7 separate regions of the Mus musculus genome follow, and all the other regions are linked to region 6. Evidence: chromatin contacts called from public Micro-C and promoter capture Hi-C data. All regions are on one chromosome and are shown on one strand. Each heading gives the region's core, a stretch centred on a gene start, on an enhancer-like site or on the middle of the called end of the contact. The rest is flanking DNA. Distances are from core to core; before and after follow the strand shown.

What was found. Promoter capture Hi-C pulls out the DNA fragments that hold promoters and counts their contacts. A called contact is a pair of places that touch in the nucleus more often than the background predicts.
Region 1: a contact with region 6 is called in a promoter capture Hi-C map of pre-B cells, with 2.6 times the contacts expected there. The contact joins the promoter of Pde8a here to the promoter of Fes in region 6. A contact is called at or near these places in 3 of 39 promoter capture datasets (pre-B cells, second pharyngeal arch cranial neural crest and stem cell-derived epiblast-like cells), 1 of 484 Hi-C or Micro-C datasets (CD4 T cells) and 1 of 115 datasets of contacts at active chromatin or transcription factors (large pre-B cells).
Region 2: a contact with region 6 is called in a promoter capture Hi-C map of pre-B cells, with 7 times the contacts expected there. The contact joins the promoter of Mesp1 here to the promoter of Fes in region 6. A contact is called at or near these places in 2 of 39 promoter capture datasets (hippocampal neurons and pre-B cells), 1 of 15 datasets of contacts at CTCF or cohesin (embryonic stem cells), 3 of 484 Hi-C or Micro-C datasets (B cells, the N1E-115 cell line and pro-B cells) and 1 of 9 other capture datasets (embryonic stem cells).
Region 3: a contact with region 6 is called in a promoter capture Hi-C map of liver, with 4 times the contacts expected there. The contact joins the promoter of Slc28a1 here to the promoter of Fes in region 6. A contact is called at or near these places in 8 of 39 promoter capture datasets (embryonic stem cells, frontonasal cranial neural crest, hippocampal neurons and 2 more), 1 of 484 Hi-C or Micro-C datasets (embryonic stem cells) and 1 of 9 other capture datasets (embryonic stem cells).
Region 4: a contact with region 6 is called in a promoter capture Hi-C map of liver, with 3 times the contacts expected there. The contact joins the promoter of Wdr73 here to the promoter of Fes in region 6. A contact is called at or near these places in 17 of 39 promoter capture datasets (the 3T3-L1 cell line, the C10 cell line, cranial neural crest and 10 more), 1 of 15 datasets of contacts at CTCF or cohesin (embryonic stem cells) and 4 of 115 datasets of contacts at active chromatin or transcription factors (embryonic forebrain, embryonic limb bud, large pre-B cells and 1 more).
Region 5: a contact with region 6 is called in a promoter capture Hi-C map of liver, with 4 times the contacts expected there. The contact joins the promoter of Sec11a here to the promoter of Fes in region 6. A contact is called at or near these places in 14 of 39 promoter capture datasets (the 3T3-L1 cell line, the SN4741 cell line, embryonic stem cells and 9 more), 1 of 115 datasets of contacts at active chromatin or transcription factors (differentiating embryonic stem cells) and 1 of 9 other capture datasets (liver).
Region 7: a contact with region 6 is called in a Micro-C map of embryonic stem cells, with 2.5 times the contacts expected there. The contact joins the promoter of Alpk3 here to the promoter of Fes in region 6. A contact is called at or near these places in 5 of 39 promoter capture datasets (embryonic stem cells, hippocampal neurons, liver and 2 more), 1 of 15 datasets of contacts at CTCF or cohesin (embryonic stem cells), 5 of 484 Hi-C or Micro-C datasets (the G1E-ER4 cell line and embryonic stem cells), 3 of 115 datasets of contacts at active chromatin or transcription factors (embryonic stem cells and large pre-B cells) and 1 of 9 other capture datasets (embryonic stem cells).

What each region holds. Positions count from the first base shown.
Region 1 is chr7:81,211,783-81,214,695 of GRCm38.p6, reverse strand. Pde8a (phosphodiesterase 8A) reads right to left here and starts at 1,431. Exons shown (of 22, transcript NM_008803.3): 1 at 608-1,431. The coding sequence starts at 781.
Region 2 is chr7:79,792,203-79,795,143 of GRCm38.p6, reverse strand. It overlaps Mesp1 (mesoderm posterior 1), which reads left to right and starts at 1,554. Exons shown (of 2, transcript NM_008588.2): 1 at 1,554-2,279; 2 at 2,553-2,903. The coding sequence starts at 1,617. The coding sequence ends at 2,621.
Region 3 is chr7:81,113,320-81,116,227 of GRCm38.p6, reverse strand. It overlaps Slc28a1 (solute carrier family 28 (sodium-coupled nucleoside transporter), member 1), which reads right to left and starts at 1,429. Exons shown (of 18, transcript NM_001004184.3): 1 at 1,351-1,429; 2 at 594-705. The coding sequence starts at 689.
Region 4 is chr7:80,899,806-80,902,612 of GRCm38.p6, reverse strand. It overlaps Wdr73 (WD repeat domain 73), which reads left to right and starts at 1,344. Exons shown (of 8, transcript NM_028026.2): 1 at 1,344-1,428; 2 at 1,902-1,969; 3 at 2,177-2,265. The coding sequence starts at 1,388. It overlaps Nmb (neuromedin B), which reads left to right. Exons shown (of 3, transcript NM_026523.4): 3 at 110-386. The coding sequence ends at 145.
Region 5 is chr7:80,946,240-80,948,939 of GRCm38.p6, reverse strand. Sec11a (SEC11 homolog A, signal peptidase complex subunit) reads left to right here and starts at 1,390. Exons shown (of 6, transcript NM_019951.1): 1 at 1,390-1,538. The coding sequence starts at 1,488.
Region 6 is chr7:80,386,558-80,389,451 of GRCm38.p6, reverse strand. It overlaps Fes (feline sarcoma oncogene), which reads left to right and starts at 1,506. Exons shown (of 19, transcript NM_010194.2): 1 at 1,506-1,615; 2 at 2,109-2,330; 3 at 2,468-2,641. The coding sequence starts at 2,118. Furin (furin (paired basic amino acid cleaving enzyme)) reads left to right here. Exons shown (of 16, transcript NM_011046.3): 16 at 1-258.
Region 7 is chr7:81,056,268-81,059,103 of GRCm38.p6, reverse strand. It overlaps Alpk3 (alpha-kinase 3), which reads right to left and starts at 1,504. Exons shown (of 14, transcript NM_054085.2): 1 at 1,332-1,504. The coding sequence starts at 1,474.

The DNA.
Region 1 (2,913 bases), core at 182-2,681, 830 kb before region 6:
GACTGCCTCCATACAAAATTAACTTCGCCCTGCTGAATCCTTCGAGGGTCACGGTCACGTCTCCAGTAGTATTTTCTAATTACACAGGCTTTAAATACCACACGTATGCTAACAAACCTGAACTTCAGATAAAGCGTGCAGTGAAGCCAAACCTATGTTCCAGGTTACATTTCAATGGCCCCCAAAAAAGTGGAAAAGTGAAACTGCTTGTGCAATGAGAGGACAGAGGTTGGGATAAGCTAGGCAGGGGGTGAGGGGGGGGGGGAACTGGTGGCATCTAAGACCCTTCCCAGTGCGGACAACCCTTGCCTTTCTACTCTGGGAATGCCAGAGCAAAGTGCACTCTGGTTTACCATGTCAGGAACGTGCCGGGGATATCCCGGGTCCCCCACCCACCCCGCTGGGAGAAAACTGACTCGCCGCGTCCGACCCCGGCCGGGAAGGAACGGACACGGCGGATCCCGCGGCGCCGCGTCATAGCCCTGTTAAGCCTCGGTCCGCGACAGCCCGCAAACGCGGGCGGCTGGCGTCGGTCAACGCCAGGGCGGCTGCCTAGAGGGCCCCCAGTGCCCCGCGTTTGTTTCCCCGCCCTCCCAGTGCGGCTCACCTTCGAGGCGCCGTTATCCCGAGGCTGAGGCTCCACGAGCCCGGGCGCGGTCGACCATCGCTGAATAGATCTCGGCGCGGGGCCCGGGACGTCCACGTCCACGTCCTCGTCCTCGCCGTCGCTGTGGCTAAACGTTCGGTTTTCGGAAGTGTGGATGCTCGGGGCGCAGCCCATACTGGCGGCGGCGGCACCGCGGACTCGCTGGCGGGCAGCCGCGATCCGGTCAGCAAACGGCCCGCCCGGCGCCTCGGGGCCGCCGCGGGCGCCGTGTCATCGCGGCCTGAGCGGGCGGGCGGGCAGGCGGGTGGGCGGCGGCGGCAAGCGCGGGTCTCGCGTCAGGAAGCGCGGCCGCCCCTTTTATTGCGCTGCGGGCGCGGCGGCCGTGGGGAGGGGGCGCTGGGGCGAGAGGCGCGCCGCGGACGCCCCTCCGAACATGCCCTTCCTGAGGCGGGAGCCGCCGCTGTCTCCCTCACATCGCCGCGCGCGCCGCAGCCGCCGCGCTTCCGGGGAAATGTCGGGGGTGGAGATTTGCGCTCTCGCCACCGGGAGCCGCGAGCCCGCGCCGCGTTTGCACCGCCGCCCTCGCCTCGTCTGACTCTCGAGGAAACGGGCGCTCGCTCGCCTGGCGGTGCCTCTCCTCGGCCCGGCGGACGGCTGGGTGAGCGCCCCTAGTCGGGCTACCGTAGGGGAGCCCAGCCCTCGGCGCCCGCACTCCGAGCTGGGGACCCGCTCGCTGACGGAGCGAGCGCCTCGACTCCGGTCGGGCCGCGCCGTCGAGAAGCGCCGAGGCGGCTGCGCGAGCCAGGAGTTGAGCATCCGAGACTCCCGCTCCGTGCTCCGGACCGCGTCTTGCGGGCAACTCGCCGCGCCCAGCCCCCAGCGGTGACCTCCAGCGGCTGCTGGCGTCAATGCAAAGCAGCTGGGGCGCCCGCCGCCCGCTCCCTGTACCGCCCGTCCAAGAGCATGCGCGGCCGCGACCGCAGGGGCACCTAGCCAGCCCGTCCGGAGAAAGGAAAGGACTTGCTGAAGGATACAGAGCCATTCTGCTTCAGGGGCTACCGAGTTCGTTCACTGTCAGGTCACTGTGTTTGAGATTTGGAGCTATCGTCCGTTAAGAGACCAGTTGGAAGGACCTCAGTCCGAAGCGTTCCGAAGTCCATGGGGAACTACACTCCAGGTCCCAGGCGTTATTACCAGGGATAGCCCTTGCTCCAAGACCTGGCACGTCACGCCTCTGGTTGCACTCAGACCTGTGGGACTGCAATATTTCGAAGTTGGTTAGGGAAAGCCGGTCCTCTTAACCAAAGGACGATTCCAGGTTCGACAGTCCCAAGGATCCGAACCAAATGAAGAGTTGTGCGTCCGTCCAGCAGGGATCAGAACTGCAGCCCCCCAAGTGCTACCAGATAGCTAGCTGTGTGACTCCAGATGAGTCTCTTAACCTCTCGGTAGCTGAAACTGGAGGGCGACGCCCCTGGGTGTGCATCTGATACCCAGAGCCAGCCACTTCGAGGGCCTTCCCGCCCTTCTTTGCTCTCTAGGTCCACCGGGACCCTGGCGGGACCGGGACGTAGCTTCCTTTCCTCAGTCCACACCTTTCCTACACGCACCCGGGTGCGACCCTGAGTGGCTGAGACTCCTGCCCGCGGACTGGCTACTGTTAAGACCCGGAGATGTGCTCCGGGCTGAAGTCCCTGCTGTGACAGACACAGGTGCTTGGTCCCTGTGGCAGCTGCAACGTCCTTGAGCATCGATCTTCGCCACCAAAGGAGGATACAGGGCGGCTTCCGGAGCGGATAAGGCTGGAGCAGCTTTAGAAACTGGTTCTCTTTTCTGGCCTTTGGCACGCGGCTCCTTTGTCAAGTTAAAGCACGCTGTCCTATAAAAATATGACTGGCTCCTCCAAGGTGTCTTGAAAAACAGGAAAAGTTTTTGTACTGACACCCGTTATTCCACCCAGTCTGTGGTGTTTTCAACTAGCAGTCTTAGAGGGTAGATTTTTTGTTTTGTTTTTTTTTGTTTTGTTTTGTTTTTTTTCAGCTGGTAGCTGGATCCCTAGAGAAATTGCCTTTAGCCAAGATGCACGTACAAGTCTAAGGCTCTTCTCTCCGCCCACCAAAAGTCTGGCCTTGACAACTCCACAGTGACCTTGCTAGTGAAGCTCCAGGAAGCCCCGGCCCTCCCCTCGCGGACTGGCTCACAGCGGCCCTGCTTTGTCTTAGGGATCCTTGAGCTTGATGTCAATAGCAGGGTGGGGCTGAGGAAAGGAGGCTAGCTAGAGACCAAAGACAGATCCGTACCTTCCC
Region 2 (2,941 bases), core at 305-2,804, 590 kb after region 6:
TTGGAATAAGACCTAGGGCTTCCGGCAGGCTAGGCAAGCACTCTACCGACTGAACCACACCACCAGCCCTCTAATAGGTGAGACAGTCCAGTAGCATAGGATGGCTTCAAATTCACTTTGCAGCCAAGACTGGCCCAAACTCCTCTTGCCTTCATTTTCCAAATGTTGGAATTACAGGCATGTGCGTGTATGCCCAACTTCTGGAGACTTTATTAATAAGCATGTCACATATAAGTGGGGACAGGTTTGCTTTAATCTCTCAATTTGTATTTATTTCTCTTTATTTTTCCAACCTAGTCCCTTCATTCAGTACAACACTGAACAGGTATGGTAAGAGCAGGCATCCTCAACAGCCAGGCTCACAACTGCAGTAAGCTGAGGCAGCAGGATCAGGAGCTAAAGGCCAGCTGGGTTAGAGTAAGTTTGAGGCTAGCCTGGGCTACATGAGACCATGTTTCAAGATGTGGGAGGAAGAACACTGGAGAGACGGCTCAGCAGTTAAGAAGAGCACATGTTGCTCTTGAAGAACCCAAGGTTCTGTTCCCAGAAGCCACCTCAGGCAGCTTACAATTGCCTGCAAGGCCCGATCCTAAGGAACGTGACACCTCTGGCCTGTGTGGGGGCACCAGCACACACACACACACACACACACACACACACACACACACACACACATCTTTAAAAAATAAAAGGCAGCCTATGAACCTAACAGGTAGCATCCTATGAAATAGATTATAAAACTGCCATTGGGACAGATGAAGGTTTCTGCTTTTCAGGGTTTTTGGGTTTTGTTTTGTTTTGTTTTGTTTTTTCCAACACAGGATCTTATGTAGCCCATGTTAACCTGGGCCATATACAGCTAGGCCTGGCCTTGAACTCCTGACCCTCCTGCCTTCACCTCCCAAGTGTGCCACCAGCTCAAGGAGTTGAGTTTTGTCAAAGGACTTTTTACTCACTGTAGCTGACCAAAGCAGCAGAGCTCCAGTCATGGGAGGGCTGGGAAGGGGACCAAGCTCCCCATCTTGCCAAGACTAGAAGTGACTTGTAGTGTGGGGAGGCAGGCTCACCTCTCCCCCTGCCCGGACACCCCAGCAACCTCACAGGTCGGTCGGGATGGTTTCTTCAATGTGCCTCCCATAGCCTGGACATCAGGGAGGACTACAGGCCACATCCAAGCCTCTGGGAAGGACTGAACTAGAGTTCTCTCCGTGTCTAGAGGTCCCTAGTCCACAGTTGGCCAATGCAATCCCGAAGTCTCTTGTTATACAATTTGTAAATTAAAGTGATGGAAAAAAATGGCGTAGGGTCCCTAATAAATGAAGGTGTACCCTAAGCCTAGGAGCTAGACTTCAGTTCTCTGAGCATGGTTCTTTCAACTGGCAGTCCTGGCCATAGGTGCCTGACTTACTGAGGCCCCAAATATGGTCCAGGTGGAGCAGACTGGACTAAGGGGTCCTGCACCTCAGAGCCCCTGCTATGGTTCAAAGGGTTCAGGCCCTGCCCCCCTCCTGGCTCGAGCCGGCTTTGATATGCTGATGAATTCTGGAAGGGGCCCGCTTCACACCTAGGGCTCAGGATAAAGCTACAGCGGACCCAATGGTCAGGCCTCCGCTGCCATGGCCCAGCCCCTGTGCGAGCCGCGCTCCGAGTCCTGGATCCTGAGTCCCGCTGGTCGGCAGCCACCGATGCCTTCCGATGGGAACAGCGTCTGCTCCCCAGCCTGGTCCTCGGACCCGTGGGACGGTGCCCAGGCCAGCAGCCCTGCACCACCCTGCGCCCGCCCGGCCCGGCGTGCTGGGACCCCGGGTAGGCGCGGGACGCACGGTAGCCGCCTGGGTAGCGGACAGCGGCAGAGCGCCAGCGAGCGGGAGAAGCTACGTATGCGCACACTCGCCCGCGCGCTGCACGAGCTGCGCCGCTTCTTGCCGCCATCCGTGGCACCAACCGGCCAGAACCTGACCAAGATCGAGACGCTGCGCCTGGCCATCCGCTACATTGGCCACCTGTCGGCTGTGCTGGGACTCAGCGAGGACAACCTCCGGCGACAGCGGCACGCGGTGTCACCTCGAGGCTGCCCGCTGTGCCCCGACAGCGACCTGGCGCAGTCGCAGTCGCTCGGTCCCCGTTTAAGCCCGGCCGTCTGCAGCGGGGTGTCGTGGGGATCCCCGCCTGCCTACCCTAGACCCCGAGTCGCCGCAGAATCGTGGGACCCATCGTTCCTGTACGCAGAAACAGCATCCCAGGAAAGGCAGGAAATGGAGCCCAGTCCCTCATCTCCGGTTAGTAACCCCTTCCCCCACACTGTCGAGGTGGCGCCCCCTACTGTTGGTGCGCGACGCACAGCCCCACGTCGCGGACCAGCCTCTCTGCTGCACTCAGGATCTCCCTTGGGCGCATCCCCGTGTGCCCTGGGTGTCCGAACAGGGTGGGAGTTGGACAGGCAGGGATTAAGGACGCTTTGCTTGCTCGCTTAACCTTGAGCGTGGAGCGGATGAGCGCGGACCTGACCCTGGGGCAGGTGTTGATTGTGGCGCTGTTCACTCTTCCTGCAGCTCTTCAGCAGCGACATGCTGGCTCTTCTAGAAACCTGGACGCCGCCGCAGGAGTGGCCGCCTGCCTGAAGAGTGGAGGGGACAATGCAACGGATGATTGTCACCCTGTCTGAGCACAGACACTTTTCCTTTGGTCTTGGCACCTTCGGAGGGAGTAGATCCTGGAAGAGGCGGCAGTGATACCAACATGGGCATCCCGGGGTGGGAGCTGGCCCTCATCCAGACTGTACCATTCCAACCCTCCTTGGAAGGAGGCGCCCAATAGGGTACACGCTCTAAAGATGAAGCAGGCACAAGCTTTGCCTGGTGTGTATTTATTTATTTGTGAATAAACCGATTGTGCTAGTGTCATTTGGAGGGTTTATTTTTCTTTCTTCCTTATTTGGGGG
Region 3 (2,908 bases), core at 180-2,679, 730 kb before region 6:
GAAACCCTTAAGGAAGATCCCAGGCAGGCCCGCCCCACTGCATGACTCCAGGGCACTTCTTACTGCACTGTCCAAGTAGGGGGCTAGGGGGCACTTGGTAAAGAAGAGGGAGCCTTGTTAGGGAAGGGAGGGAGGGCAGAAGGTATCATGTCAAGCTTTTCAGTCCTCTGCTTGGCCTTTGGGGAGCCAAGACAAGATGGCAAGTTCTTTAAATGCCAAGGACACCCCACCCCATCATCTGCTTCCCCTCTCATCTTGTAGACCAGATGTTCTTCCCTCCTGGGACCTTTGCTGACAGCACACAGTGGGTACATCACACAGTGGGTACTCAGAACATGTTTAAGGGGTGAAATAAAGGGGGTGCTTTGTGCTGGGGAGGTACTACACAAGCAGAGCTCAGAGCACAGAGTGAAACACACAGTCCCCCAGCCCATAGCTGCCAGTCAAGCTGAGGGGCCCTCCCACTATGAGCTGCTAGTCAAACTGAGCCACCCCACCTAGTGAGATGCCAATCAAGCTGAGCCCCACACCACCCCACACCCCTGTGAGATGCCAGTCAGGCTGAGGAGGTGCTATAGGGGAAGAGGACAGACCATTATTTCCAGGAACTCGGCCCCCATGTTCTCCAGGCCATGGGCCACAGGTGTGAGGGAAATGGACTCTCGTTGCCTCGGTGTGTCGTCTGCCATGTGCTAGGCTCTTCAGCTGAAAGACAAAGATGTCACAGAGGGTCCACAGCCGAAAGGAGGGCCAGGAGAGAGAAAAGGAACCAGAGAGGGAGGGCGAGGGGGAGGGGAAAGGGAGAGGGAGAGAGAAGGGGAGAGTGGGAGAGACACCCTTTCTGCCCTCTCTCCTGATCCTGGGAGATGCAAGTCCTTGTAAGCTCCAACAGTGAACTGTCCCTTAGTCACCAGTCACCAGGAAGGGAAAGAGGGGATGGCGTAGGCACTGGTGTGGGCACGGCTCAGAAAAGAGCCCTTAGTTATCTTTACTTCCTACAACCGGTGAAAATCATTGGCAGGGGAGGAAGTGCTCATTTCATCCATCTTGAAGCCAGCGCTACCCAGGACTGTTCCACTCAAAACCGAACATTCCTCATTCTCAGTGAAGCTGCTTTTAGATGTTAGCTCACCTGCAAATGAGAGCCCAAACTCCCGTTTCCCCACTGCGGTCCCTCTCTTGCCCACACCTTAGGCCTTCCCTACTCAACAGCAGCTGGCTAAGCAGATCTTCCCCAGACACAGACCCTCAGAGGGCATGTGGAGCATGCAGCCAGGGCTGGGGGATGCCTGCTACCTGGGCACTCGCATTCACTGCTGTACGGAGAGGAGAGGAGCCCACACTACTCACAGATTTGTAGTGAGAAGGCAGCGTCAGGAGGGATTGACTGTTAAGAACTGACTGACTGAAGCACAGGTTGCTGTGGGAGGGCTGGGTCCAACCTGCTTGGGCTTTGGCCTGTTCACTTCTGTGGAAATTCCTGGGCAGAGTCCAAAACTGAAGTAGGTTGGGCTTCCCCAGAGCTCAGGGCCACCGCAGGGGCGGGGACCCCAGCCTGTTTCAGAAAAAGCATGATGGGGTAGCCTGGCTCACTCAAGCCGGGTCCTCTGTGGTCCTGCCCTCTGTCTGCTGCCCTTTCCCAAACCAACCTCTTCCTGGCCTTGCTCCAGGACGCCTCCTTTGGGAAGCCACCTTGGTTACTCTCTCCCTCCTCTTTCTGTCAGCATCCTGGAAATGTGTCTTCGTGTTGTGGCTCAGCCTCCTTTTCTCACAGTATCGGCGACTCGTTTTCCAAAACTAGAAGATATTGAAAGCGCTGTCTTTATCACAAACAGGTGGTGGCTCGGGGCTAAGCATCACACAGTCGCAGAAACAAGCCAAAATCACACCATTTCCTTCTCCCCTTTCTTCCTAGAGTGACACCCGAGTTACACGTGCAAAGTTGGGGGACAACACTTTCATCTACAGTCTTCAAACTAAATTTAAACTTACCTGACAGGATTTAATAATTGATGATGCACACTCTTTAATAATTAATTATCTTTTATGATACAAAAGATGCCTCACACAGAGGCATACACTGGCTGTTTTGGAAAAATGGAAAAGAAGAGGCTGGACATAAGTGGTACCCCCTGTTCTTAGAAACTATCTGTTTCTATTGGGGTTAGGAGAATATCGTCTCATCTAACCCAGCCTGACTTTGAACCTGCTATGTAGCCGAAGTTAGCCCTAAACACCCAATCCTCTGGCCTCCACATGTCCAATACTGGGATTCCAGGTGTGCATCTCCACACCCCTGGTCATGCGGAATGAAGCATGAAGGTGTTATAGAAATATACAGAGCCTAAGAATTTTTCTTATTTCCCCTTAAGTATACACTATTTTGTTATTCATTTTCCAATAGGAAATTGTACTGTTGCAGGGTTTTCACAACTTGCTTATCTGAATATACATATACACACACATACACATGGACACATACCTATATTGTATCTGGAGATACATATACACACACATGGACACATACCTATATTGTATCTGGAGATACATATACACACACATGGATACATACGTATATTGTATCTGGAGATACATATACGCACACATGGACACATACGTATATTGTATCTCGAGATACAATACCCACTGTCAGGTCACTGGTCCCCTTGATCATAAGATAAATGTTTACCTTGAGCAAGACTGGGATGGGGCCAGAGCAGATACTGAAGGAGCCCCCCTCAGCCTCAATGAAGGGAAAGGACCTTATCCGCTTTGATGCCTCTGTTCTCAGTGGCTCCTCTTGTGCGTGCGCGCGCGCACACAAACACACACACACACACACACACACACACACACACACACACACTGCTCTTTCTTCCTCTTGGTGCCCAGAAGCCGGCAGAGGCTC
Region 4 (2,807 bases), core at 95-2,594, 510 kb before region 6:
GGTTCTCACTGAGAGGCTCAGCTGAGAGCCTGCAGCTGCCCTCCTGGGTACACTCAGCATTTCCCTGATTTGTGGACTCCAGAGTCAAGTCTTCCCTTCTTGCCTTCAGTACAGGAGGCTGCTGGAGCCACTACTGCAGAAGTGATGCCAATAATGGAACAAACCGGATGCTGGGCTTAGAATGTGTCCATCCAGGGAAGCTGACAATGGAACCCTAGCAGTGGCCTCCTCTGGATGTAAATCCTAAGCTCAAATGTGTTAATCTGTTACTGTGATTTCTGGTTGGGTCACCAGGAATGTTAATGATGCAGACACAAAGTCTTTCCTGCTGTATTTCTTGCTTCCCTGGTGAAGTGGTGAATAAAAATACTGCTCTTTACACAGAATGTCTGGGCCTCTCCTTCCACCCACATTTGAGGAAAGAGGGAAGGGTTCTGGAGGGTGGCATGTTCAGAGAGCTAGGGTGGTCTTAGAAAAGCCCCATCACCCCCCACCATGGCACCAGCCAGCCAGCTCTCAGCAGTCAGGTGTTGTGTTGGCTGCACTGATCCAGCCACGAGTGAGTTCTGCTACCAAAAGCTTCTTCCCCTGCAGTGGGGGGCTACCTACACTATGCTGCACTCGCCCCACCTTTGATCCCCATGGCAAACTTTAGTGCACTACCTGGTGCATACGGGAGAGAGCCACACTAGAATCCAGCCCTGCTGTGTTCTTTTTCTTCTCCGAATGTAGGGTCCTCCATACATGTTGCCAAAGTTATCGAATAAAAATTAAGTTGGAATGTCAGATACTTTGTTGATCGTGTCCTGTGTAACAGTAGACTGGCCTCGAACTCTCTATGCAGCAGATGATGACCTAAAACTTCTGATCAGTCATGCGCCACCGCGCTGGGTTTTTTGTCTATTTTTACGGGGTACTGAAAAGCTAACTCCGTGCATGCCGGGCAAGCACTCTAGCAGCTGAGCTACATCCCCAGTTAAACAAGATTCCTTTCATTTTAAAAAATAAAAAAGTCCTTAAGTATCCTTTACGGACAATACACGCAAACTTAAATTAACTGTTCACTTGAAGTGCCAATTAAGTCTGTATTGTACCTGCTTTGGGACACTGACAGCTCTTTGGCTGCACATTCTTGATCCTAAATATACATTAGGGGTATATTTGATGTCTCCGATCCTGCTTGTAGCTGACATCGATGGATCTGGTTTTTTTGCGTCGTTTTCACCCGGACTCTGCACACAGAACAGAAGAAACATCAACAGGGCTTCGCGCAGCGCTGAGCGCTTCCGCCCCAGCCAGCGGAAGACCACGCCCTCTCCTCGCGAGAGCGCGCGCCTGCCCAGGAAGTCTGGCTGGCGGAAGTGGAGCGACGGAAGCCACAGTTGCTATGGAGCTCGCTGAGGACTGGCTCGTGGAGTCTTTGCGATTGTAAATTGGCCCGTGGGCGGGTCTGATGGGCAATGGGAGAGGGCGCGTGCGGTTGTGGGCTCGTGGGCAGTGCCCAGGCACGGACCGATGGAGGTCCTGACCCCCGGCCTCTAGCTCTGGGACTCTGGGTCCTTTGTAAGCAAGTAATGTGACCAGATCCGCGCATGTGAGGGCTGATAAGGCACACATGGCCGGTTACCCTGGGCCGGATTCTAGGTTAACTTGAACACAGGTTTCTCCTGATTGTTCACCTCAACTTGGGGAAATCAACTTTATGGGAGTTCCGCAGGTGAGGAACCAAGGCTTGGTTCCTTATGGCCAGCCCGGTCTCATACACCAGGGAGGAAAATGCAGAAGAAAAGATTCAGCCCCATGTTTACCTAACTCCAGAGCCTGGTTCCACCAGTCCTTCAGCGATCTCCCAGTTCTTGGTTAGCTGTGCGTCGCGTGATTTTTGTAACCCTATCCTGCAGGTACCAAGACTTCCATGCATTTGACCTCTCAGGAGCCACTCGAGTCCTTGAGTGGATTGGTGAAAAAGGTAATATATCTTGCCTGCTACTAAACGAGATGCGTTTCTGCCTCATGGGCTGAATTTTAAAGTCTGAGCCGCTAGGGAGACCCATTCAACTTCCATCCCCTGACACAAGGCTACTCAGAGAATGGGGAAGGTATTGGGAGAATTTATAAATCCAGCCACGATCCACGATATTTCTAACTCTTTGTCATAGTTACTGTTTTATTTCAGGAGTCTTTGTTGCTGGTTATGAAAGTTTGAAAAAAAATGAGATTCTTCATTTGATACTACCTCTCAGGCTCTCTGTACAGGAAAACCAGGTAACTTAAATAGAGAAGCTGATTATCTGTGTCAATTTATTATGCATTTCTGGAGTGCCTGTTACTCTGCCTGACAAGTACCTGGGGCTGCCACAGAAGGAGGGGGGGGGGGCGGGCGGCGGCGTGTGCAAACCTTTAATCCAGGCACTTGGGAGGCAGAGGCAGGTGAATCTCTGTGAGTTTGGGGCCAGCTTGGTCTACAGAACGAGTTCCAGGACATCCAAGGTTACACAGAGAAACCCTGTCTCAAAAAAAAAGAAAAACAAAACCAAAGTCTAGAACAAGGCCCCTGTGCATGGGGATGAATGCCAAGGACAAGCAGGTGGTCGCAGGAGAGCTGCTACAGGCAAAGAGCAGTCTTACTTTATCAGAAATAGACGTGGGCTGGAGAGATGGTTCGGGGGCTCAGAGCACTCTGCGCTTCCAGAGGATCTGCGTTTGACTCCTGGCACCCACATTGCAGTTCACAACTTGCTGTAACTCCTTTCCAGGGCATCCAGCATTTGCAGGCAGGCAAAACATCCGCATACATAAAATAAATT
Region 5 (2,700 bases), core at 141-2,640, 560 kb before region 6:
CTCTATTATGAATCTCTGGCTGTCCTGGAATTCACTATTTAGACCAGGCTGGCCTCGAACTTGCAGAGATCTACCTGTCTTCCCCCCATCACCCACTTGTACGAGATGCTTTTAAAGCTTCCCAACTAAATAGCTTATTCACCTTTTTTGGACCCACAGGATTTTGAGCTGCTCTTGGGGCTCTTCAAGGCACAAAATACAGGGTCAAAGCTCATTCCCACTTAATTTGAACTTAGGTTGAATTTAACACTGACAAGCTTATGTGAAGGTTTCTACTAGCCAGAATTTAGATCGAGAACCACATCAACAGTTATTAATGAAGAAGTCATTCTGATACACATATCTGGTACTGTCACGGAAGCTGGGATACCTATGGGGCACCCCATGGGGGTTTCTATGTATTTTCTTTTATAAAACTTTCTAACTTGGAAATTCTAAACATTTCCTATCCCATCTCAGTAAATGTAAGGTTTCTACTAATAGTTGAAGATAGTCTTTCTCTCTTTCCTCTCTTTAAATTCAAGTACTGATTTTGTGCCTTATACATGCCAGCTGTGCGGCCACCACTGGGAATTTAACAGTGAACAAGACATCAGCGGTTTCCTTTCCATTCTCACACCTACTTTATTGTGCTATAATTCACATACCATACAGTCCACTAAGGCGCACAATTCAATGGTTTTAGTATATACATGGAGTTGTACATCTATCACCCACCAAAAGAAACCCCATGGCAATGATGTCACTTCTAATCCCCGCCCCTGTGAAAATTTGCGGGTCAAATAAATGGCTCACATCCAAGTGTCAGGAGACAAAGCAAATCACTGTTGGTAAAGGTCAAAACTGAGACGGGTCTTCCTGGCCACCTGCACCACCAGTGCCCTCATGACACTAAGGCATCTTGTGATCAATTGGCGTGTGTGTGTGTGTGTGTGTGTGTGTGTGTGTGTGTGTGTGTGTGTGTATACAATGCTTTAAAAGACACACACAGCTTCCGGTAGCGAACCGCAGCGTGCTCCACCTGAGAACAAACAGCAAGGCACCACGTCCCGAGCCACACCCGTGCCCCAGCAGCACGCAGGAAGACACCGACTTCGCGCTGGCGCAGACTCGGCTTCCGATTGGCCAGGCCTGTCCAAGGGCCCGCCTTCCGCACGCTGTGGGCTTAGCTAACCTAGGGTCACTGTCTTCGGGAGCCGCCGCGCGGGCTGAGCACAGAAAGCAGCCTTCAGCCGGTTCTCGGCCGGAGAAGGCTACGGTCCTTTTTTGACAAGGCCAGGCCCTGGGCTGTTCTAGGGGGCTCACAAGTCATTCTTTGTCCATTCTCTGCTCAGAAGGGAGGAGCTTCGCCTGCTCCCGCCCCGGAAGCGGAAGTGCAGGCATCAGGGGGTTCTGTCCACGGTGAGCCCGGCCCGTGTTGCAGCGGTCCCTCTTGGTGGTTCTATCGCGCCCTCTTGGCTGCTAGTTGTCGCGCTCTCCATCTCACCATGCTGTCTCTAGACTTTCTAGACGATGTGCGGCGGATGAACAAGAGGCAGGTGAGACGGGCCGCCCTCTCTCTCTCTGCCAGGGTTCCTCTGGTCTCTTTGCCGTTGCGGGGCGCCCCGCGGATCTCTGGGCGGGATTGAGGGCCTGCGTGGGTCGGTTGCCTGTATGGATCATTTCTTTCTTTGCAGACTGTAGGTAGCCAAGACCTCTTTGCCCCCATTCATAGCACCAGATTCGGGGGACCGAGAGGGAAGGAGAGAACCTTTGCGATCCCTTCCCCCCGAGGAGGCAGGGGAGTAAGTGAAAACTATAGGGCGCTTTGTAAGTGGGAGTTTGGGACACTGTAAAGCGGCAGACTTAACCGTTTCTGGTGGGGCTCTGGGGAAAGCCATTACAGGTCCCACAGGAGCCGTTGTGTTGCTTTCATTGTGTAGCCACCTTTCAGCCCAGCTAGACCTCAGTGAGCTTCATCCATTTTAACTAGGGTCACTCTAAGCTCGGAGTTGAATCTGTTATACCACTTGTGTGCCAGTTTCCTTGGCAGAAAGGTGACAGTCCACTGAATCTTTGATGATAGATGTCAGTGGAACAGAAATCTTGAAACTTAAATCAGATTTTATCCTTCAGTCTTGCTGTCTTCTAGCTCATGTGTTAGAAGGTACTGAGAACACGGTCACCTTTTTGTCTCCTGAACCGAATGTTCTGGTAGCAATTGACCTTTTCCCTGCCTCCCTACCCCCCTCGTATTTTGGTATTAAGAATTGTCTCATTTAAAGATTTGGTTTATTTTGGAACAGGACTTTGTTTTGCCCTGTTTATAATTATTACATAGAAAAGTAGGTCCGTCTCTTCTTAGACATACATACAAAATTGTGAGACATTCCAGTCAGAACAGCTTTAAGGAGTAGCTGTCACTTAACTGTCTTCTGTATGGACTCCTATTTCGGTGATGGGGATCAATACCAGGGCCTTGCATTCATCACAGGCTACCAGAACCGCGCTTCTAGTTTTGAAAGACCTTATTTTTATTACTTTATTTCGAGACAGAGTCTTGCTATGTAGTCCTCCTGCCTCAGCCTCATGAGAGGTAGATTTATAGATATATGTCACAACATGGCATCACTGGCTGGTATGACTCTGCCCTGTTGCCTGGAACTCACCGTGTAGCCCAAGCTGGCTTTGAGCTGGACTCCTGCCTTCGCATCTTGAGTC
Region 6 (2,894 bases), core at 257-2,756:
CCACTTGGGCTCCCCCCCCCCCATTTTCTTTTCCTTAGCCCTTCTCAGTACCCAGCCTACCTGTCCAGGGGTGCCCCTTGCTCTCCTGCCCACCCCTCACGGCCATCCAGGCTGGTTTTGTAAGATGCTGGGTTGGTGCACAGTGATTTTTTTTTTCCTTGTAATTTAAACAGGCCTGGCATTGTTGGTTCTATTTAATGGACACGAGATAATGTTAGAGGTTTTAAAGTGATTAAACGTGCAGACTATGCAAACCAAGCCCGGTCTCCAGTGTCTATAGCTCTTCTCGGGACCCTTAGCTGTTTGACTGGGGAAGGGTGGGAACTAGGGGCCAGTTTGGCTTAAGTCAGAAGGCTTAAATGCCTCTAAGAGGTCTAGGGCTTCCACTGCTGAGGTCTGAGGGGATCCTGAGTGAACCCAGATCTGTGTGCTCCTTGGTTTTATCATGACATAAGCTAGTGTCACCTGGGAAGAGAAGCTTCAGTTGAGAAGTTGCCTCCATTGGATTGGCCTGTGGGCAAGTCGGTGGAGCATTTTGATACTGGCTGATGTGGAAAGGCCCGGTGTACTGGGGGTGTCTACCTTCCCATACAAAGATCCTGGGGTGCCTGTGAAAGCAAGTGGCCAGCGAGCAGTGTCCTCCGTGGTTCCTGTTTCAGCTCCAGCCCTGACTTCCCTTGGTGGTGGACTCTAATCCTTAAATCAGACAATCTCTCTCTCCAGGCTGCTTTCAGTTCTGGTGTTTATCACAGCTAGCCGAGCTCACCTTTAATCTCAGCATTTGGGAGGCAGAGGCAGGGCATCTCTTCATCTGAGGCCAGCCTGATCTACATAGCAAGTTCTAGGACTACACAGAGAGACCCTTTCTCAAAATAAAAGAAAAAACAAAACAAACAAACAAAAAAAACCCCAGCAAACCAGGATTGAATGGCTGGGGGAACCTGAGTCCCTCATGGGGAAATAATTTCTCCTCAGTTCTATACCCCACGCTGGCCCAGGCTGCCACTGAGACTCAACGCCCTGCCTGAGAGAAAGGGTGCTACCGGAACCCGGGCCCGAGAAGCAGGCCTCTGCTTAGGATTTTGACTTGGAGATTTTATATGCAAATAGTGGCTGGCGCCTGAGGTCTCCTTAGGGAATCCAGAGGAGGGACAGGATTAGGCTTCCTTCCTCTATGTCCCCCTGGCACCCTAGCACGCTGTCAGGATTCACATTAGTCCACACACCCTGGGTGCCCCGGGGGTCCCAACACCCTGCCTGAGGCCTCACCTTGAGTCCATCCCCACTGCATTTTGGGTTCCTTCCCCCGCGTTCGCGGGACCCTGGAGAGTGCCTGGTTCACAGGCCACTCTTCGCATGGCCATTCTTTGCCGGCCTCCTCCTCCCTTCCGTTTCCGTGGCTGAGCTGTCGCTGTAGGCTGTGGCCCAGGGCACGCAGAGTGGGGAGCAGGATGGGGGGGTGGGCTGTGCTCTCTCTTCCCTATAGTGGACCCGCCCCGCGGCCTAGGGCAACTGAAACCACGGAGGAGGAAGCAGGAATCAGGAACTGGCCCGGCAGATTCTGGGCCTTAGTCGGTCCACCGCCACCTACCCCAGGAGCAGCTGCCCGAGAAAGGTAACTCCACCTTCGAGATCCAGGAGTTTATGTGGAACACGGGCAGGGCTGGGCACCGGAAAGGGGCCAGGCGGGTGTTCTGGGAACCTGAAACCTGATGGGGGTGGGGCTAGGATCTTGGGAAGAGCAGGAAAGCCCAGTGATAGGGTTTTTTTTCGGTGGCTCCCGGAGGCCGCAGTCCAGCACTGTTGAAGGCCCTGGGCAGGGCAGGAGTCGGTAACACCCAGGAATGGTGTGGGGGAAGGGTCCTGTTAGGGACCTCCAGTCTGGTTCCTGGAAACAGGACCACTGGCTCTGAAATCTAGTCTAGTACATCGGAAGCAGAAGGGCCAGCCCCAGTCCAGGCTGCTCTCTGCACCTCTTGGTATTTTTTTTTTTTTTCTAAGCAGAACCCCACCCATGTCCCGCCCGCAGCCCTCTTCGACCGTAGCCTCATCTTCCATCACCAGCCGCTTCTTTTGTCTCCACTGAATGACCCGGTTTCTGTCCCCAGGACACCATTATGGGCTTCTCTTCAGAGCTGTGCAGCCCCCAGGGCCACGGGGCAGTGCAGCAGATGCAGGAAGCTGAGCTGCGCTTATTGGAGGGCATGAGGAAGTGGATGGCCCAGAGGGTCAAGAGTGACCGGGAATATGCAGGATTGCTTCACCACATGTCCTTGCAGGACAGCGGAGGCCAGAGCTGGAGCAGCGGCCCCGACAGCCCTGTCAGCCAGGTGAGCTTCCGTGAGCTCTCCCATTCACTTGCCCTCATCACCTCCCCGCTTAGAGGTGGGGTTGGAAAGGATGCAAACCCAGGCTTGCGGGCCATTGCCCTGTTCTTCCCATTTCCCTATCCCACAATGTGCTGTAGTCCTGGGCAGAGATAACAAGCCAGACCGAGAACTTGAGCCGGGTGCTGCGGCAGCATGCAGAAGATCTGAACTCGGGGCCCTTGAGCAAACTGAGCGTGCTGATCCGGGAGCGGCAGCACCTGAGAAAGACGTACAACGAGCAGTGGCAGCAGCTGCAGCAGGAGCTCACCAAGGTAGGCGGGCACCCAGAGGACGCTGTCGCAATAAGGTGCAGTTTTACACAAGAGTGCTTAGGGAAGCAGAAGTCACTGACCGCAGGCCCAGCTCCAGGATGGCCTGTGTGGCCTTGCCGCTGCAGCTTCCTCCTTTCCTCTCACAACTTTGGCTAACTTGCTACAGGGCCTGTTGAGCCACTGTGAGGGACTTGGGGGGGGGGGGCAAGTGTGCTTAGAGTGGACCCCGCCAGGGCCCCAGAGGCCGAATCCT
Region 7 (2,836 bases), core at 255-2,754, 670 kb before region 6:
GGCTCTCACAGGGCAGGCTGCTTCACTAAGGAGCACAATAAATGTCCACATTTCCTTGCAGCATTCCACAGAGCCAACAACTGGGGAAATGGTGCCCTACCACAACCCCCAGCAACCCAGGAGCCTGGGTGAGTTTGACTTAGTCACAGTACCGGCCCTCAGTCCTACCCCAAACACGTGACACCATTTGCCGAGTTTTATGCAGAAACAGGTTCCGGTTACATTTGAACTTTTCCAACTCCAAGGTCAATAGGACTCTGACGATCCAGGAAGTGCCCAGGGCTTCTTTTCCTGACTGTCCTTCGAGCCTGTATGTATTTATTCTCTCTCTCTCTCTCTCTCTCTCTCTCTCTGAGCGGAGAGCAGAAGTCTGTAAATAGTGTCTCAGAGAAGCAAGTTACGCAAGCTAAATTTTGGTGCTAAGAAGTAACAGCCTACTCCAAGGCCCACCCTGTTACATTTCCTTTTGGAAAATGGGCTCAGGAGCAGAGGGAAGCTGAGCTGCCCACAAGGGGCAGGAAGTTCCTGTCTCCGTGTCTCCAGGGCGATGCACTTGTTCTTGGGTGTCTGCATCTTGTTCTTAGAGTGTCTTTTGCAAGGCTTGCCTAGTGTCTGTGTATCCTTTGCAACTAGGGATAACCTAGCTCCTAAAACAAAGCCTTCCAATGTCTCTTTCTGCAAGGCCAATAAAGGGTTCACCAGTCCCACCCCTCCTGTGCCAGTTCAACCCCTACTGGGTCCCACTGGGCAGGGCAATTGACTCCTTCTGAGCTTCAAGCCACAGATCCTCCCTAGATCCCCAGACAAGGCCAACAAACAGCCACCTCCTGGCACCTTCCTCTCAACCAGACACAACACAGTGCAGGAAGGCCAAAGCCCTAGGCCCAGGGGAGGAACTTCAGTTATCACAAGGCCGATCTCGGACTCTAAGCTAAACAGCCTCTAATGGCTCCCCCCACACCCATCAACCAGCAGTCCCCTCCTTTGAAGCCTGAGGAATTTCAGCCACTCTGGATCCCCTTATCACTAACTGTGGAATTCAGCCCTGGGGTTAGCTTGGTGTGGGCGAGGGAGATAAGGAAAGGGCCCCTGTAAAATCACTCCAAACTATGGCCTTTCCCCTCTTGGGCCACACATTTGAAACCCTGGGGCCCTCAAGGGACCAAAAGGGTACCAAGAGGGTCCTCAGGGCCTTAGGGTTGAGAAAGTTTGAGGGCCCCGGTTTTACCCAGGCCTCCAGATTTCAGAGTGCTTTTGAGAGCCTGGCCACACCCGGCCACCACCCAAAGGACAGAGCAGCCTGGGGCAACCCAGGGCCCTGGGCGACTCACCTAGCCTCTGGCCGCACGCTAAGCAAGTAGCTGCGACTGGCTGGGCCGGGCGTCCACACCGGCCCGTCGTCCTCGCTATCTCCACCAGCTCCTGCTCGACCACCCAGGCCCCAGCCCCGGCCCGCGGCCCTCCGCGACCCCATGGCACCGCAGCCCCTGCCTCCAGCCCCGGCTCCTGCCCGACTCTGACGCGCGCCCCTATTTATAACCCGGGGCTGCTGTCACCTGCTGCTGTCCCTCCCCCGGTTTAGGCAGCTACTCAGCCTAACCCGGGAGCCAGGGAGGCCTGCAGAGAAACTCCGTGAATGCCGACCCAGAGACAGAAAGAAAGGGTCCTTAGAACCCCAGCCTCCTCACAACTTTCTTCTGGCTTTCTTTCAGTTTTTAGAGAAACAAGTAGAACGAGGGTAGAGAAGAGTTCCTAGGGGAGGAGAGCTTAAGATAGATCCTGAAAGGGGCCACACTGACAGCCACCAGCCAGTGGTCTGTGGGCCACTACTTAAGACATACTCTGTCACCTCTATCAGTGACCTCCCTCTATCCAAAGGAGCCCAAGATTCCTGGGTATACATTGTGTGTCTCCCCCAAACCCTTAGCAGTATCTAGCATAGATTAGTGGTTCATCAAAGGCTTCTAGAATAATCCAACCTCTTCCATCCCTTCAGGCTCCATTTCCTAAGGTCAGAAAATGGGCCAAGTCCTAATGCTTAGAAAAACGATTCTATCCTTCACCGTTCCCAGAGCAAGCTGCTAAGCACAGCTTAAACCTGGCGCTTAGTTTTTGGGAGTGACCACAGTGGGTTTATCTGTCCCTGACCACAGACCTAACCTGGGCCAATCAAAGGTCTTCACCGAAATATTTGTTTATTCTCTCTCTCAGTCCTGGCTTCAAGGCAATTGCTGAGACTACAGGTGTGTGCCTTCATTCCTGACTTACCAAAACACTCTTTAAAAAAAAAATGCATTCCCTATATTTTCTTTTCTTTCCTGCCTCTAAGCTCTCCTTTGCTCTCCTGCTCACTCTATTTCAATTTCATGGCCTCTTTTTCTTTAATTCTTGTTACAAATATTTCTTTAATTGTTGTTACACCACACACACACACACACACAACCTGCCCAGTCTGTATAATGTTACGTGTGTGTATATCTTCAGGCTGACCGTTTGGTACTGGATAACCAGTTGGTCTGCTTCCCCTTGGGGAAGACTGTTTCTCTGGCTCTCAGCATTCCTTAATTGCCTATAGTTATTTGTTTAGGTTTGAGGCCCTGTGAACTTTCCCTGTTCCATGACAGCACGGTTACTTGTATCATCCCTCATCAGGTCATGTTTAGGCAGCATGTCTAGGTGTTGGTGAGACTTCATGTATATAATTTCTGACATTTCTAGGAGATACACTGTTACCGAAACTTCTTGTTTCTACAGTCTTCCCCCTTTCTCTTCAACAATGATCCCTGAGCCTCGGGTGGAGGAGTTGTGTTGTGAGCACACGCCCCCATTCATCTTT